Linked DNA regions of Mus musculus: regions 2, 3, 4 and 5 are each linked to region 1. Evidence: chromatin contacts called from public Hi-C, HiChIP or PLAC-seq and promoter capture Hi-C data. All regions are on one chromosome and are shown on one strand. The core of a region is the stretch at or near the end of the contact, and the rest is flanking DNA. Distances in the headings are between cores, read along the strand shown.

Region 1 (2,700 bases), core at 128-2,627:
CAAAACGGACTTAGCAGAGTGAGACAACTCGGCTGACAAAGGTACTTGATCCCAAGCCTGGGGGCCTCAGTTCAATCCCTGCGGTCCACCAAAAAGAACAAAGAAATTCCTCCAATTTTAAAAGGTATTTTCATTGCCTAGAGTTGTAAAATATGCATATATGCCTGTATGCATATATGGTTATATGGTGGAAAGTTCTTAAATTATAATTATATATATATATATATATATATATATATATATATATATATACACACATATATACATATATATAATTCTTATCTGACAATAAGTTTCAAACTAAACAATTATGTTGACCTAATGATGGACCAAACAAAGAGATTACCACTTGATCTAGCTAAATTATTGAATTAAAATACTGGTTTTTTAAAAATTTGAGGAAAAATCACAAAGACTATAGACTTTTTCAAGTTCCTATAAAAAACTACTTCCTACATCCCTGCCCCCAAGGTTTTCTCCTCCCATTCTGTTAATAAAATTCTAACAGGAATCAGACGAGCTGTCATCACCAAGACATTAAGAAAATGACTATAGGCCAGGTGTGGTTTGAACCCCAGCACTCTAGAGCAGAGGGAGAAGCGGGGAAGGGGAAAGAGGAAAGAAAAGAGAGACAGTAGGGTGTGCTGAGGAAAATTACTATAATAGGAGGGCTTGGAGAGGGCACGTACAGCTTTTCATTATAATGGCTGTCAAGAAATGGGTCGAAACCTTGCATTTCTGCAAGCTCGAGGTCAGTCTGGTCAACAAGGTAAATTCCAGGCCAGTCGGGGTTACATACTGAGACCCTGTCTCCAAAAGGGGAAGAGGAAGCTATAACAGACAAGTACATGACATGCCTGTCATTGCTCACGCTGATGTCCAGGCTCAAGACCAGAATTACTCCAAGACATTTAGAATTTGACACTGACACTCTTTCTAAAGATTGTAGCTATGACGAACAACATCCCACCCACCCCCACCCACCCCCCCGTTTTCTCTGTCTTTCCACATGCCAACACTCTACATTCAGCGGGCCTCTAATAAACAAACAGCAGTTGTGGGGGAAAAAAATCAACAGTGTCCTGGAAAAAAACGCACTCGAGGATCCCCATAGTGTCCAAACTCTCACGAGCAAAACGTAGTTTATTTGAAGAGAAACTCCTCACGAACCAAACAAGTACTTGCACTTGCGGGTAAGACCACCGGAGTCTCACAAAGAAGGAGGCCGCCCCGGCACCGTGAAATTCGGGAAGAAAGGGCTACCGGGATCACACACGTTGGAAACGCAGAGCCTTCATCCCCATGCGGACTGAGGGATGGAGGCGGCCCAGGGGGAGGGGAGAAGAACGACTGGTCACGTGGAAGGCCCGTGATCACTGACCGCGAGGGCAGGACAGACAGCTCCGGTTCTTGCAGGCCATGAGGAGGTAACTATTTAAAATGTGTGCAGGCCTCCTTCCCTGGGGGAAAACCCGGTCTCCACGCTGCAGCGGCGCCTCCATCCCGGCATCCTCCGCGCGGACTAGCAAGCGCGCGGCAGCTAAACGTCACTCCCCGCCATCAACCTGGCGTTGCTATGGCAACACAGCTGCCCCAGCTATGTCGCTGCAACCCGCCCCTGCATCGCGGGTGTTCATGGAACTGGTTCCCTGGGCTGACCGGGGCCGGGAAAACCATCCGATCTCGGCCGCGGAGGCGCAGCCGATCGGCCGCCGACCCCACGTCGCGGAGGCCCACCCCGGAGCCCGTGAGGTCCACGTGAGCGGCGCGGCCGAGGTGTCCGCCAGCCCCGACCGAGCGCTGGTGACCGTGCGAGTGAGCAGCACCAAGGAGGTGTCGGCCGAGGCCAAGAAGAGTGTGTGTCGCCGCCTGGACTACATCACGCAGAGCCTCCAGCAGCAGGGGTTTCAGGTGAGACTTCCGAGACGGGGTGCAGAGCGGGTGACTCTGTACCTTTGGGGATGCTTTGTTACCGCAGGATCCATTCTAGGGCGCAATGGATGTTTGACCTTTCCTTCTAGAATCTAGATGAAAGCCGTTATGGGCCGCAGCGAACTTGAAATCAGGAATGCAGGTTGGGTAGGGTTTTTGTTTGTTTGTTTTTGTTTTTGTTTTGAGACAGGGTTTCTCTGTATAGCCCTGGCTGCCCTGGACTCACTTTGTAGACCAGGCTGGCCTCGAACTCAGAAATCCGCCTGCCTCTGCCTCCCCAGTGCTGGGATTAAAGGCGTGCGCCACCACGCCCGTGGTTGGGTAGGTTTTTATCTGGTGATGTTTGCTACAGTGGTTTTGTTATTAAGATTAGAGTGATGAAATGTTTTTTTGAAAAATTACATGTAAATGTTTGCATAAGTAGAATGTTGAACCTTCTCCTCCCCCCTCCCCCCACCCCCCCTCCCCATACACACACTTTGGTAGTTTTTATTCTGCATGTTGAAATAGGTCGGTGAGGAGCCTGAACTGCTTCCATCCAATCAAAGGTTTGTGTGGAGTGGCTCTTCAATGTACTTATTAGCATCTATTTATGGTTTATAATGATCGCCTACCCCAAATTTTCCACCTTTTTAGTTTTAACTTTTTTAAGTCAATGTATGTAGGTGTCATAGGTGAAATATTTCTACTTTCTAGACATGTCTGTGGAACAAATCACTAAATAGGTCGCACCTTAAGCCTCCCTCCTTTTAACGAATGGGGCAAAAA
Region 2 (2,714 bases), core at 77-2,576, 720 kb after region 1:
GGAGAAAGTTGTCCCATGACCTCCACAAGTATGCTGTGCTAAATGGATCTACACAAACAAAAATATACATACATACATACATGCATACATACAAATAAAACTATTTAAGACATAAGCCACAGGAAAGGTTGGCAACTTGAAATATTAGTAAGTCTAAAAACCAAAGTCCTTCAAGCAACCATTTGTGCCAGAAACTTGCAAACGTGGGAGACTTCATCACACAATTTTCTTCTCTCTAGAATTAATTAGCAGCATTCCCTGAACGCTGCTAAAGTCCCTTGGTGAAATGAAGAAAGTAAATACAGTAGTGTGAGGGAAACTGGTTCACTTCCACAAAACTAGGAGTGGCTTGAGCCTTAGCCAAGCCAATACAACCTGCTAAAGCACTACTCGGAACCTATTAGCCACTTCATGAAAGCTTTCTCTTTAATGGTATCCTCCTGGGATACCGCGTTGGAATGCACAGCGATTTCGAAAAAGACACAGATTTGGCTCAACTGTAAATATCAGTAGGTGCACAGAGGCAAAGGCATTGTGCGGGGTAGGGGGTGGGGAGGGAGGGTTCTGATTCCCAATGTTGATAGGGGGATTTTCATTTCTATCAGTACTTATTCTTTTCTACTACAATTACAGTTTTGCAAAGAAAAATAAAATATCGGTCTTGTTCTCATTTGGCTTTCCAGTTTTCAGTGTCTTTAGAATAAAGTGAAAGCCTGTTTCATTTACCAAAGAGATTCCCTTTGCAAACTAGGCGTGGTGATGTATGCTTGTAATACCTGCTAGGGAGGGTGAAGTTGAGTTCCAGGCCAGCCTGGGCTACATAATAAAACCGCCTCCAGGAAAAATAACAACACTCCTCTTCAACAGTTTTTCAGGGTTGCAGGAGAAACAAAACACCAAAAGCTCAACCCACTGCCATGCCTGTCCAAGCCCGTGAACTGCCAAGGTCTCTGGGGCGAGCCTTTGCGTGTCTCTAAAACAGTGGGTCGCCTCAGCTCCATGGCTGTTTCTGATAGAGGATGCTCCACCCGTCTCCACCGCAAACAAAACCCAAGCTTGGACTATCCTCCACCCAACCCTTTGTCTTGTTTGCTGTGTTCTTGTAAACTGGCTTCCCGCCAATTAGCTTGTCCCGCTTCCGGGTCCTTCCTAAACCACCTGCGTGTACGATTAATTCCCGTGAAGCAGGCGCCGGACAGAAGGAGCGCAGTGCCTGGTCACTCTGGGCGCCAAGGAAACTACAACTCCCGTCAGCCCCCGCGGCCGCCTGGCCCCACCCGCCTCTCGCTCAGCCCGCGGCGGAGGCGCTGGGCTTTCATCCGCGGAGCGGCGGGAGCCAGACGCGTCGCTGCGGTCTTCTCCGACGGTCGCACGGGAGTCGGCAGCTACCTCAGTCGCGTTAAACTTCTGTGACCGAGTCAGCGGCGATCCCTGACGCAGCGAGAGGATGGTGGTCCGCGTCTTCGTCGCCTCATGCTCAGGCTTCGTGGCGGTGAGCCGAGCGGGCGGGATCGCGGGAGACGCGCAGCGCGTGCGCCCGTAGGAGACGCGCGGGCAGGTGACCGCCGGGCTCGGACCCGGTGGACACGCAGGGGTCACACACCCCGCACTGGCAACTGGCGAGGGGACCCAAGGGAGCCAGTCCCCTGCCGCAGCTGTCGGCTCCAGGGGCCCTTTGCTGAGTTTAGAGGTTCCGGACTTGGGACACCCCGTCGGCTTATGTTTCCTATGGCAGTTTAGACTACTTTGATTTGCTGACCTGGCGTCTGGAGGAAACCCATTTTAAAAAATTGCTCTACATCCTCTCGTCCCCAGCAAGTCCTTTTTAGTTTTACACCTGAGCAAACCACACTTGTCCTGTTAGGTCGCAGTTAATTTATTTTCTTTGTTGTTTTTTAGCCTAGGGTGTTACAAATACTTTTACATATGGTCCTTCCCTTGTTCCTCCAGTGCTGTGGTAAATTTCATTTTAAGAATAAATTGTGTTTTCTATTTTTAGCTACTCTGTTTGTCGAGTGTTGACTTCTTTTAGGAATATTGTTCTTTAGAAGAAGTTAAATAACTAGAAATAGTGCACATGTATACTAAGACACATGTAATGCGCCTGTAGTGTGTCAGTTATGTTTCATGTGATTGCTAAGACTTGATTTCCTTAGCCAAGAGTTAAACTACATCTCCAAAAATCTACTTTGTCAGTTACTTAATCAGATATAGAAAAAAGTACAAGAATGATTGGTTTAAAGTTTAGGCTGGCTGGTTGCCTGCTCAGTAGGCAGACTGTCTTAGAATTTAAGTGGGTGGGGTAGAAGGCGGAATAAAATACTACTTGGAAAATCCCCGTAAACTACTGAAGCTCTTAACCCAATCTTTTTTGATACAAGGACACAATAGCTGGGAAAATGCTGGCCTACCTGTATGTGCAGGCATGTCCTGGTTCTCAAAAATCCTCCCTTTTTGTTATTGCTTAGTCATAGGTGCCTTTAAAAGATTTTTCCCTGTTAAAGCTGAGCCTCATGAAATGTACTATCTCCTAGATAGATTTATTGAAATGAATTCCTTACTATAGAGCTTTTGGTCTTTACCATGAACTTACCAGCTTCGGTAATTATTTCAAAAGGAGCTTACTGATTTCAGAAGCAGCAAGCTCCAATGTTGATCTTCAGTTGTGTTGGGAAAGTCACAGGTAAATTACCTGTCTTCTCCATCATGTATCC
Region 3 (2,700 bases), core at 100-2,599, 610 kb after region 1:
ATTTGTGTGCTTGTTTAGTTAGTAAGTTAGTTATGTGAGTGTTTTGTTGAACGCCTGTCTGTGTGCCATGGATACAGTTCCTGGTACCTAGAAGGGCCAGAAGACAGCGTAGGATTCCCTGGAACTGGAGTTACAGACAGTTGTGGGCTGCCATGTGGCTGCTGGGAATCAAACCTAGGGCCTGTGGGAGAGTAGTTAGTACTCTTAACGGTTGAATCAGCTCTCAAGCCCTAAGTTATGACTGTTGATCCCAAAGACATCTATCTAATCCTGAACGCACGGTTGAGCATCCATGTGTATGTGGTCAAGCCTACTCTGCTTGGGCCAAGAGTTAAGACCCTCAAACTTCGGGATTGAGATGTGCAGGCAGGAGCTGGTCCAGGACAGGAAACACGCGCACACACACACACACACACACACACACACAATTAATCAATCCTAAAAGAAAATTTACTTTCATAAAACCTTCCTCCACACCCCGCCCCCACCCCACTTACCCAAATATAGGTACAAATACCTCCGTAAAATTAATCCTCACAATGTGTCTACCATTCACTGCACTTCTCTGGAGGAAAAATACAGCCCCTAGCAACTTGTTACCAACCAAAAGATACCATTACGTATCAAGCCCATGAAGTGACTAAGAATTTACATTCAGGTGAACTGGTCACACAGGGAAACACTGTTCCCTTATTCAGCTAGCGCGAAACAAAAGGCATGTGCATCCACCCCAACTCAGTTCTGCCAACAGGTAGGTTTTGCTAACTACTTTCATTCGTTCCATTCCATCCCTCAATGATGTATAAAAATAATCCACAGCCTGGACCAAAGTGTCTCTCCCCTTTAACGACAGTGTTAACAATAATATCCTAGACTGTTCCAGAGTCTCTGAAAGGCTCCGCGCGCCCTCCTTTCCCATCCCGATCTACACCAGTCTCCAGGGGTTTCTTTCTGGTAACTTCGTTCTTCTTTGGATCCGTCTGCACATGCTTTCCTTCTGCTTTAGGGGGCTAACAAATCCCAGTCTCTCAACTTTCTCTTCCTTCTCTCCAAAGCATCCGCCGATCAGCCCCGCCTCGCCCCGCCCCATCACGTCCATCCCCCCCCCCCCCCCCCCCCGGCCGCAGACCTCCTCTCTCATCCGAGGCCCGCCCCTCACCCTCCAAGCTGGCACCTCCTGCTCCTGCCTGGATCATCGGCCGATCCCCGAGTCCGACCGACAGCTACGGTCCGAGACCTAGAGTACCCGGACGCTGCAGACTGCGGTTGCGGGGAGTTTGAACTCACTCACTGTAGGGACCACGGCTGCGGGCGGCGGCTCGGCGGCTTCGGCTCCTGGGCAACGGAGCAGAAGCCCAGCTTGCACCGCGGGAGGACCGGCCTCCGCCTCCCCCAGTTCCCATTGGTTACTGGACTCCATACGTTCATTTCTATTGGTTATTGTGGCATCGGAAGGCGGGATGGCGAGGAGAGAGGCATCAACCATTGGTGGGCCGGTGAGGCGGGGAACCGCGACCCGCGAGGACAGTTGCACGGAGCCCAGCACCCAGGACAGACCGAAAGAATGCCAACCCTTCTCATAGAGGGACGCCGGCTCCAGAAAGGGTCTGTGGACAAAACCCTTGGAAACCGGCCCTATTTTTTTCTGAATATTTTGGATTTCGTTATAAAGAAATCAATGTACTTTTCTGGTTCCGCTGAAATTGATGTGTAGGAGGGTGTGGACTTGATATTTTCATGATACTGCTGCCTGGGTTCTGGACTTTCTTGAGATAACACATCTTGAATATGGCTTGCGCATGATTTTTAAGTTCTGAAGGAAATCTGGGGCTAAAGGATAATGAGAACACGTTTGTTCTCGTTATGTTTTCAAAGAATTGTTTTTAAAGGAAATATTCTGAAGTGCATGACAGTGGGCTAAGGGCAGCTAGATGGCTAATTTTTCTTTTAAACTTGACAGTGCACACTAAGCAGTATTAATTGCAGTAGGTAAAGAAGCTATAAAGAAAATCTTTTCCACGGGGGCTCTGACGCTCTCTGAGCTTCTCATCCAGACCGTTTAATAAGACTGTTCAGTTCCCGATTGAAGCCTGCTGTCATTTATACTCCAGAAAATAGATTCAGGGGGTAGTAAGCGGTGAGATCAGGATAGAACCACATGGCTATTAACTTCCAAATCTAGCATCTTTAGAGCATTTCTCTAACAGGGTAATAGCATTACTGGCAAGTCAAAAAAGTATCTAAAATTTTAGAAATCTCCCAAACAAAATACCTAATTGTGTATAACATTTTCAGTGTCCTTATTACACCACACAGTGTTACTCTATCAGAGATAACAATTACTTTATTTGACCTTGAAAAAAAATAACCAAAATAATTTATAGTTCCTCAAAGCCAGTTTTACCAAATTGATGTTTTAAAGATTTGTCCCAAGTGTGATGATAACTTCACCTTTCTACATGGCATGACTTTGATCTGCCATTTTTATTAGGACTTCAGTTTTCTGATTATACCATTTCACTTCACTGTGTACTACACAGGTTACAGCTTTCCAGGAAAAAAGAACTGAAGCTACCAAACCACATTTTAATATTTTTACTAATTGAAACTATTTAACTGCATTAAATATTTAACTGCCGTTTGTAAAGATTGTGTTTGGGGATGAATCCTAATCACAGTTGGGCACTCTGGGTTTGTATT
Region 4 (2,700 bases), core at 59-2,558, 560 kb after region 1:
ATGCGCACATGAGATGCTCAGTGTTTGCAGACAGAATGAGTGCAGTATTTATAGACGAGCGAGCTTTAAAGGCTCTGGGTGAAACGCCTGTGGGCTTAAGCCCTGGCTCTACCTCTCATTAACAGCAGGATGAAAAGTGCATTCTTTAAATATTTTTAAGTCCTAGTGTCCTTGTCAACGTACTTCTTTAAAATAGGACACCTGGATGGTTCATTTCAAATGTAGAGACAAAGTATGTACTCACCAACTCCATGTCTCTGATTACCAGGTGATTTTGCTCTTGAGGCTTTTCTTAGATAATTTACAGCACAAATTCTGTCAAATTCTATTCAATACAAAATTCCTAAATTCACTATGAAATCCACATTAAAAATATCTTGGCTTTAACATGTTCTGTATAAGGGTGAGTTCAAAGGGCACAGTATACCTGAATAAAATTATTTATGAAGCTCATCAATATGTATAACTGCTATCTGTCAAATAAAAATGTTTTCAAGAGGTACTCATTGGTTAAGAGGCACTGGATGCTCTGCCAGGCGACCTAGGTTTGATTCCTAGCCCCACAAAGCTCACACCTGCCTGGAACTCCAGCTCTAGATGAACCTATGCCCTCTTCTGGTGTCTAAGGGCACCAGATGGTCACATGGTGCATCAACAAACAGACAAAGCAACAGTATATAAAATAGATATTTTTAAATGTTTCTTTAAAAAACGGAAATGTATGTCCTTCTATTTGTGTAGATTTGAAGTTTTTATCAAGGTGTTTGTACGGTCACATGCTTTCTGAGGACCCTGGAAGGGTTCTGGTTGAGCTCCTGTCTTGCTTGTGGTGATCCATTACAGTCCTCAGTATCCCTTGGGTTGTGAACATAAGGATAGTCTTTCTCCATCATCACATGGCATCCTCCATCACACTAGGAAAAAGTGGTTGTGGGGGGCGTGTATAGGGGAGAACTTAGGGGGGAAGGAAGAGGAACTGGATGAAAACACATATATGCATCTATGAAATTCTCAAACAATATTCTTTTTTTAGAAAGGACATCAGTGTTTGCTTGAACAGCTGTGAGTCGTTTAGACGAGCCCAACCACCACGGTGAGGAAGGTACCAAGAAGCTTACAGACATCACAGCAACACAAAACAAGCTAGCTTAGACTGGACAGTAGTCTATAGTGCTTCCCTTTGCACCTGTTACAGAAGCATCCTCAGGAAGTCAGCAGGAAGAGTTTAGTTGCACGTGGGGATTTTGTGACTCAGCTTAGGGGCTGTGGAGAACAAGAAAGTGCTGCAAGTCTTTTCATGTTATCCTATGTTCTGAACCACAGATGGCACTGGTCCAGAGAGTCCTGTAAGAGGGTGACAGAGTGAGATCTGTGGTGCTGACAGGGGAAACGGGGATCACTGGAGCAAGACACAGCCAGGAAACAGACAGGCAGAAGCCCTCAGAGCAAGCAGCTCTTCCGATGGGTCGGTAGAAGGAGAGGTTTGTTTCATCTCATCTCCGTTTCCCAGTGGCTGGTGTCTGCCGAGGCCACAGGGAATATCTTCAAGTGTCTTCAACACCACTTGGAAAATTTAACAGAGGCAAAATGATTAGTGATCAAGCCTTTCAGAGTAAAAGAATGGCTTTTCTTCCCCCCAAAATCTTCAAAAATCAAACACCTTTCCTATTAATAGGAAGATAGGAGGGACCTGTGACTTCATTAACTGTAGAATTGAGGTATCATTTTTGAGGCTTTGAGTAAAAATGAGGAATTCTTTTTTAACTTTTGATCCATTCTTTGTGAATTTTATATCATGCAGCCCAATCCCACCCATCTCCTTGTCTCCTTCCCTGCCCTCTGCCCTTGTACCTCCCCCAAAGGAAAAAAATCTTGTTGTAGAAGCTGTAGTATGTCCCTGTGACCTATAGTATACCCTTTTGTCCACACTTCTTTGCTTTCAAACATTTACTGCAATGAATCACTGGTCTAGTTCAAGGTCTCTGGCTTTTGCTACACTATCAATACTGGACCCTCATTCAGACTTATCTTGATATCCTGCTGTCACCTTATGTCATGGAGCTCCTGCAGCCTTGGACCTGTAGGACCAGCCCCTTCACACACTCCAGCAATTCATATTTGGGGTAGATGTTGGGGTGAGTACATTCAAAGCCCTACATGTGGGTGTAGGTGGCATGTGAACTGGTCAGCCCACCAGCACTCCCACACCCACACCACCAGGACACCAGCACTCCAGCCGATAGCTTACCCAATGCAGCAGCTGCCAAGAGACAGAGCCAGCTCTCCCACTTCCATGCCCTTGGGCCAGCTCACCTGCACCCAAGACAGTAGAGCCAGCTGTGCGGTGAGGGATAGAGTCAGTTCTCCTGCCTGCCATAGGTGATGAGGGGCAAGGGGTGGGGTGAGGAGGGCATCTCTCCCTCACCCATGACACCACAGGGCAGACAAGCTGTGAAGCCACCTTGTACATGCTCGCCCACTGACAGCCAGCTCATGCCCTTGTCACCAGCTCTATTGTGCTGCCCAAGTGAGGTGCAGGGCCTCTCTCCCGAGTACTGCAGCGGGTGAGGGATAGGGCCAGCTCTCCTGCTCTCCTGAGGAATTATTTTTAAGGAAACCACTTTAAAGGTACAAGCTAATGAACCCATTTTAGTTTATTACAACCCTTTTTCAACTCATGTGTTTTGCACACTAAATAAC
Region 5 (2,700 bases), core at 184-2,683, 730 kb after region 1:
TGCCTCATCGCCCTTTGCTGTAGGCCTGAGGTGCCCTTTTGGGCCCGTAGTCTGTCTGTTAACAGCAAGGCGGATGGAGACTGCGTGCTCCGTCTCGTGGTGACCTTTTACTAGTGAGCACCTGGTTCTAAGAGATAATTAACAGAGATGAGATGATTAATAATTTACCCTTTGAATTCTGTTTCCATTTAAAAGAAAAAAAGTCATTCTGTTAATGAGATGAAGTCTCTGTATGAGGGTCAGAGGGCCTGGCAGAGTCCCATTGGCCCTCAGTGTTAACACCCAAATGTCTGGATGCTTGACCTGGCACCTGGGCAGTCTGACCTGTTTCTGGTCTGTCTGTGTAGCTTTCTCTCGCCATAAATACACCAGGCTTCTCCTCCACCCTGGCTGGTCCTGTGGTCCTCTCCACCTTGTCTGAGGACTCCCTATGTGACATGCAGTCCCATTCCCTTCGCTCTTCAAAGCATGGGGCAGGGCTGTTTCCCCACGCTCCCTTTGCCTCTCTCTTCTTGCTGTCCAAAGTGGGAGGGCTCTTCAATTTCAGCCTACCATGCCACCTGTAGGGTGGCTCTCAGGGCCTTCTGCCTGTGATTTATAGGAATTCTAATTTCTTCTGGGTCAGGGACTGGCCTGTATGCCTTTAGCTCTTGCAGATTTTCTAGTAGAGAATTTGGCATTTGAGTGGATACATTGAAATTGTTTCTGAAACACTCTATGTATGTATATAAAAAGCTAATCAAGAGTTTATGGACACTTCAGAAAACCAACAGGAATGAATTTGCAAATCGAGTTTGCTTTAAAACGTAAAAGCTTTGGGAACATGATTTGTTTCACTGCTTCTTAAGTAAGTGGCTTGAAGAATCTGTGTTAGGAAGACAGCTTATTGCATTATTCCTTCTTTTGAGTGTCAGTCTGCTGGGGTAAAGTTGGAGTCCTGGGAGGGAGGCACAGTTGACTCACTGCCCTTAGGCCTGCCTGTTCAGCTGCCCAGGAGGGTGCACTGGCTTATATAGGCAGAGTGTTCGGAGCTACTGCTGACTCGGAGTGGCGCCGAGAGCTGGCTGCTGCATTCGTAAGGGCAGATCTGTAGACTTGTAGGGCGCGGGTTTAGGCTAGTGTGGATAGGAAAGCCAGATTTTTACCCCTAAGTGGCCTCTTGAGAATGTCAGCGTGCTCTATCAGAGCATGTAAACGAAAGTCCTGCTTGTGCCAGAGCAGATTAGATCAGGTTGGTATATTTGGGTTCAGCTTACTGGGCTCAACAATAGAGAACATATGTGGTGTATTCGGAAAGATTTTTAAACTGAGAGTGTAAAGTAAAATCGAGTAATACAGAGCCTTTGCGGTTAGGTGAGTAAGCATGTGATGGAGAAAGCCTCAGTCTCTCTCCCCCTCCTGCAGAGTTGCTCCTTGACTCAGCGGCTGCCTTTCAACCTGCAAGACACTCCCTTTTTGTCTGGACGCAGTTCATTCAAACTTCCTCTTGTGTTTCTGACGCTGGGCTTGAGGTTCTTGGCTCCCGTCACTAGCTTCAGTAACTCTCCTCATAAGGTACATGCCTTCTGGCTGTCTTGGCCTTACAGCCCAGGGAGCCTTTGTACTAGACCTGATTGGAGAGGCCTTGGTTTTGCCCTTGAGTTTTTCTTTATTTCCTAGGGCGATAAATAGAACATCCTAGGAGCTTGGGGGGGGGGGTCCTGAGACATGGAGTTTTTCTTCCTTTCCCCATTCCCCACTGTCTCTGTCTCTGTCTGTCTGTCTCTGTCTGTCTGTCTGTCTGTCTCTCTCTCTCTTTTGTTGGTTTTAATTTGTCTACTATCAAAATGGGATGGAGAACTCTGAGGCTGAAGATGTAGAGAAGTTCTATGTAGAGACCAGAATTTAGAAGCACTTGCAAATCAAAGATGGTTATTATGTCTACCTGCAGTGCAGAGAGTAGCCTGCGGGCAGTTCCCGGGGAGATTTGAGCTGGCCAGCAGAGCTCCTGGAGGCACTTTGCTCTGGAATGAAACCTCCAGTGTCCAGCTGAAGTTGATGGTTGTCGGTTATCCTCGAGAAGTAACACTAGTTGGGTATGGTGGCCCTGGCCTCTGATGCTACCACCTAGAAGACTGAGGCAGGGGGATGGTGAGGCCAAGCCAGACGACTCCCTTCATGAGGAGGGAGGAAGGATCTGATGAGCTGATGGTGGCCAACCCACAACAGAAGCCTGGTCTACACAGTGCAGGGTTAGAACACTTCAGTGCATTACATTAATTTATGCCCTCTGTGGCAACGTGAGCATATCACAGCCTGCAATTACTGTATATAAAATATAATTATGAAAATGGCCTGCTGTCGTCCCCCCCCCCCCGCGTGATCTTTCAGCTGTAAATAGTTGTTAATCAGCTCTTCAGTCACTCCTCACAGTTACCAGTTGACTGATGGGGAGAGGTGGGAACAGCAAACTCCAGAAACAGGGCTGCAGAACCACACCTCAAGCCTTTTGAAGGTGCTGCCTCAGGCAGCAGTCTTACAGTCTGCTGTGGAAAAGACCGTCGTCAGCAGGATTTCCTCCCGATGGTGGGGTTTGACGATTTTAGCAGATTTTGCTGGAACAGCTCTTCCACACAGTATCCTCTAATTAACAGGAAGCACATGTATGAGTTGTATATAATTTGCGGAGAGAATCTCTCCAAATAGTGGCATCGTAAATTC

Evidence for each region. HiChIP or PLAC-seq counts read pairs in DNA pulled down with a chosen protein or histone mark. Hi-C and Micro-C count contacts between places; a contact is called where the count stands out from the background. Capture Hi-C pulls out chosen DNA fragments and counts their contacts.
Region 2: a contact with region 1 is called in a Hi-C map of muscle stem cells, with 1.9 times the contacts expected there. The contact joins the promoter of Sh3bgrl2 here to the promoter of Irak1bp1 in region 1. A contact is called at or near these places in 6 of 39 promoter capture datasets (the C10 cell line, hippocampal neurons, liver and 1 more), 1 of 484 Hi-C or Micro-C datasets (muscle stem cells) and 3 of 115 datasets of contacts at active chromatin or transcription factors (astrocytes, bone marrow-derived macrophages and stem cell-derived neural progenitor cells).
Region 3: a promoter capture Hi-C map of liver shows a contact between it and region 1, with 2.5 times the contacts expected there. The contact joins the promoter of Lca5 here to the promoter of Irak1bp1 in region 1. A contact is called at or near these places in 3 of 39 promoter capture datasets (the C10 cell line and pre-B cells), 6 of 484 Hi-C or Micro-C datasets (CD4 T cells, muscle stem cells, natural killer cells and 2 more), 5 of 115 datasets of contacts at active chromatin or transcription factors (astrocytes, cardiomyocytes, embryonic forebrain and 2 more) and 2 of 9 other capture datasets (adipose tissue and liver).
Region 4: a contact with region 1 is called in a CTCF HiChIP or PLAC-seq map of pro-B cells, with 11 times the contacts expected there. The contact joins the enhancer-like site here to the promoter of Irak1bp1 in region 1. A contact is called at or near these places in 2 of 39 promoter capture datasets (the C10 cell line and pre-B cells), 1 of 15 datasets of contacts at CTCF or cohesin (pro-B cells), 4 of 115 datasets of contacts at active chromatin or transcription factors (astrocytes, bone marrow-derived macrophages, large pre-B cells and 1 more) and 2 of 9 other capture datasets (adipose tissue and liver).
Region 5: an H3K4me3 HiChIP or PLAC-seq map of bone marrow-derived macrophages shows a contact between it and region 1, with 7 times the contacts expected there. The contact joins the enhancer-like site here to the promoter of Irak1bp1 in region 1. A contact is called at or near these places in 4 of 39 promoter capture datasets (the C10 cell line, liver and pre-B cells), 1 of 15 datasets of contacts at CTCF or cohesin (pro-B cells) and 3 of 115 datasets of contacts at active chromatin or transcription factors (bone marrow-derived macrophages, embryonic forebrain and large pre-B cells).

Annotation. Positions count from the first base shown.
Region 1 is chr9:82,828,429-82,831,128 of GRCm38.p6, forward strand. Irak1bp1 (interleukin-1 receptor-associated kinase 1 binding protein 1) reads left to right here and starts at 1,378. Exons shown (of 4, transcript NM_022986.4): 1 at 1,378-1,911. The coding sequence starts at 1,600.
Region 2 is chr9:83,547,012-83,549,725 of GRCm38.p6, forward strand. It overlaps Sh3bgrl2 (SH3 domain binding glutamic acid-rich protein like 2), which reads left to right and starts at 1,327. Exons shown (of 4, transcript NM_172507.5): 1 at 1,327-1,492. The coding sequence starts at 1,448.
Region 3 is chr9:83,439,750-83,442,449 of GRCm38.p6, forward strand. It overlaps Lca5 (Leber congenital amaurosis 5 (human)), which reads right to left and starts at 1,350. Exons shown (of 8, transcript NM_027448.2): 1 at 1,160-1,350. All of the region lies in intron 1 of Gm2087 (predicted gene 2087), which reads left to right.
Region 4 is chr9:83,384,158-83,386,857 of GRCm38.p6, forward strand. No RefSeq gene overlaps it. Among named protein-coding and RNA genes, the nearest start is that of Gm46123, 34 kb to the left of the region's middle. Within about 2 kb of position 1,309, at least 19 of the 459 cell types and tissues checked have an H3K27ac peak or open chromatin away from gene starts, as enhancers often do. A contact at or near this core is called in pre-B cells and pro-B cells, where this site is marked.
Region 5 is chr9:83,562,923-83,565,622 of GRCm38.p6, forward strand. All of the region lies in intron 1 of Sh3bgrl2 (SH3 domain binding glutamic acid-rich protein like 2), which reads left to right. Among named protein-coding and RNA genes, the nearest start is that of Gm39384, 8.9 kb to the right of the region's middle. Within about 2 kb of position 1,434, at least 104 of the 459 cell types and tissues checked have an H3K27ac peak or open chromatin away from gene starts, as enhancers often do. A contact at or near this core is called in bone marrow-derived macrophages, where this site is marked.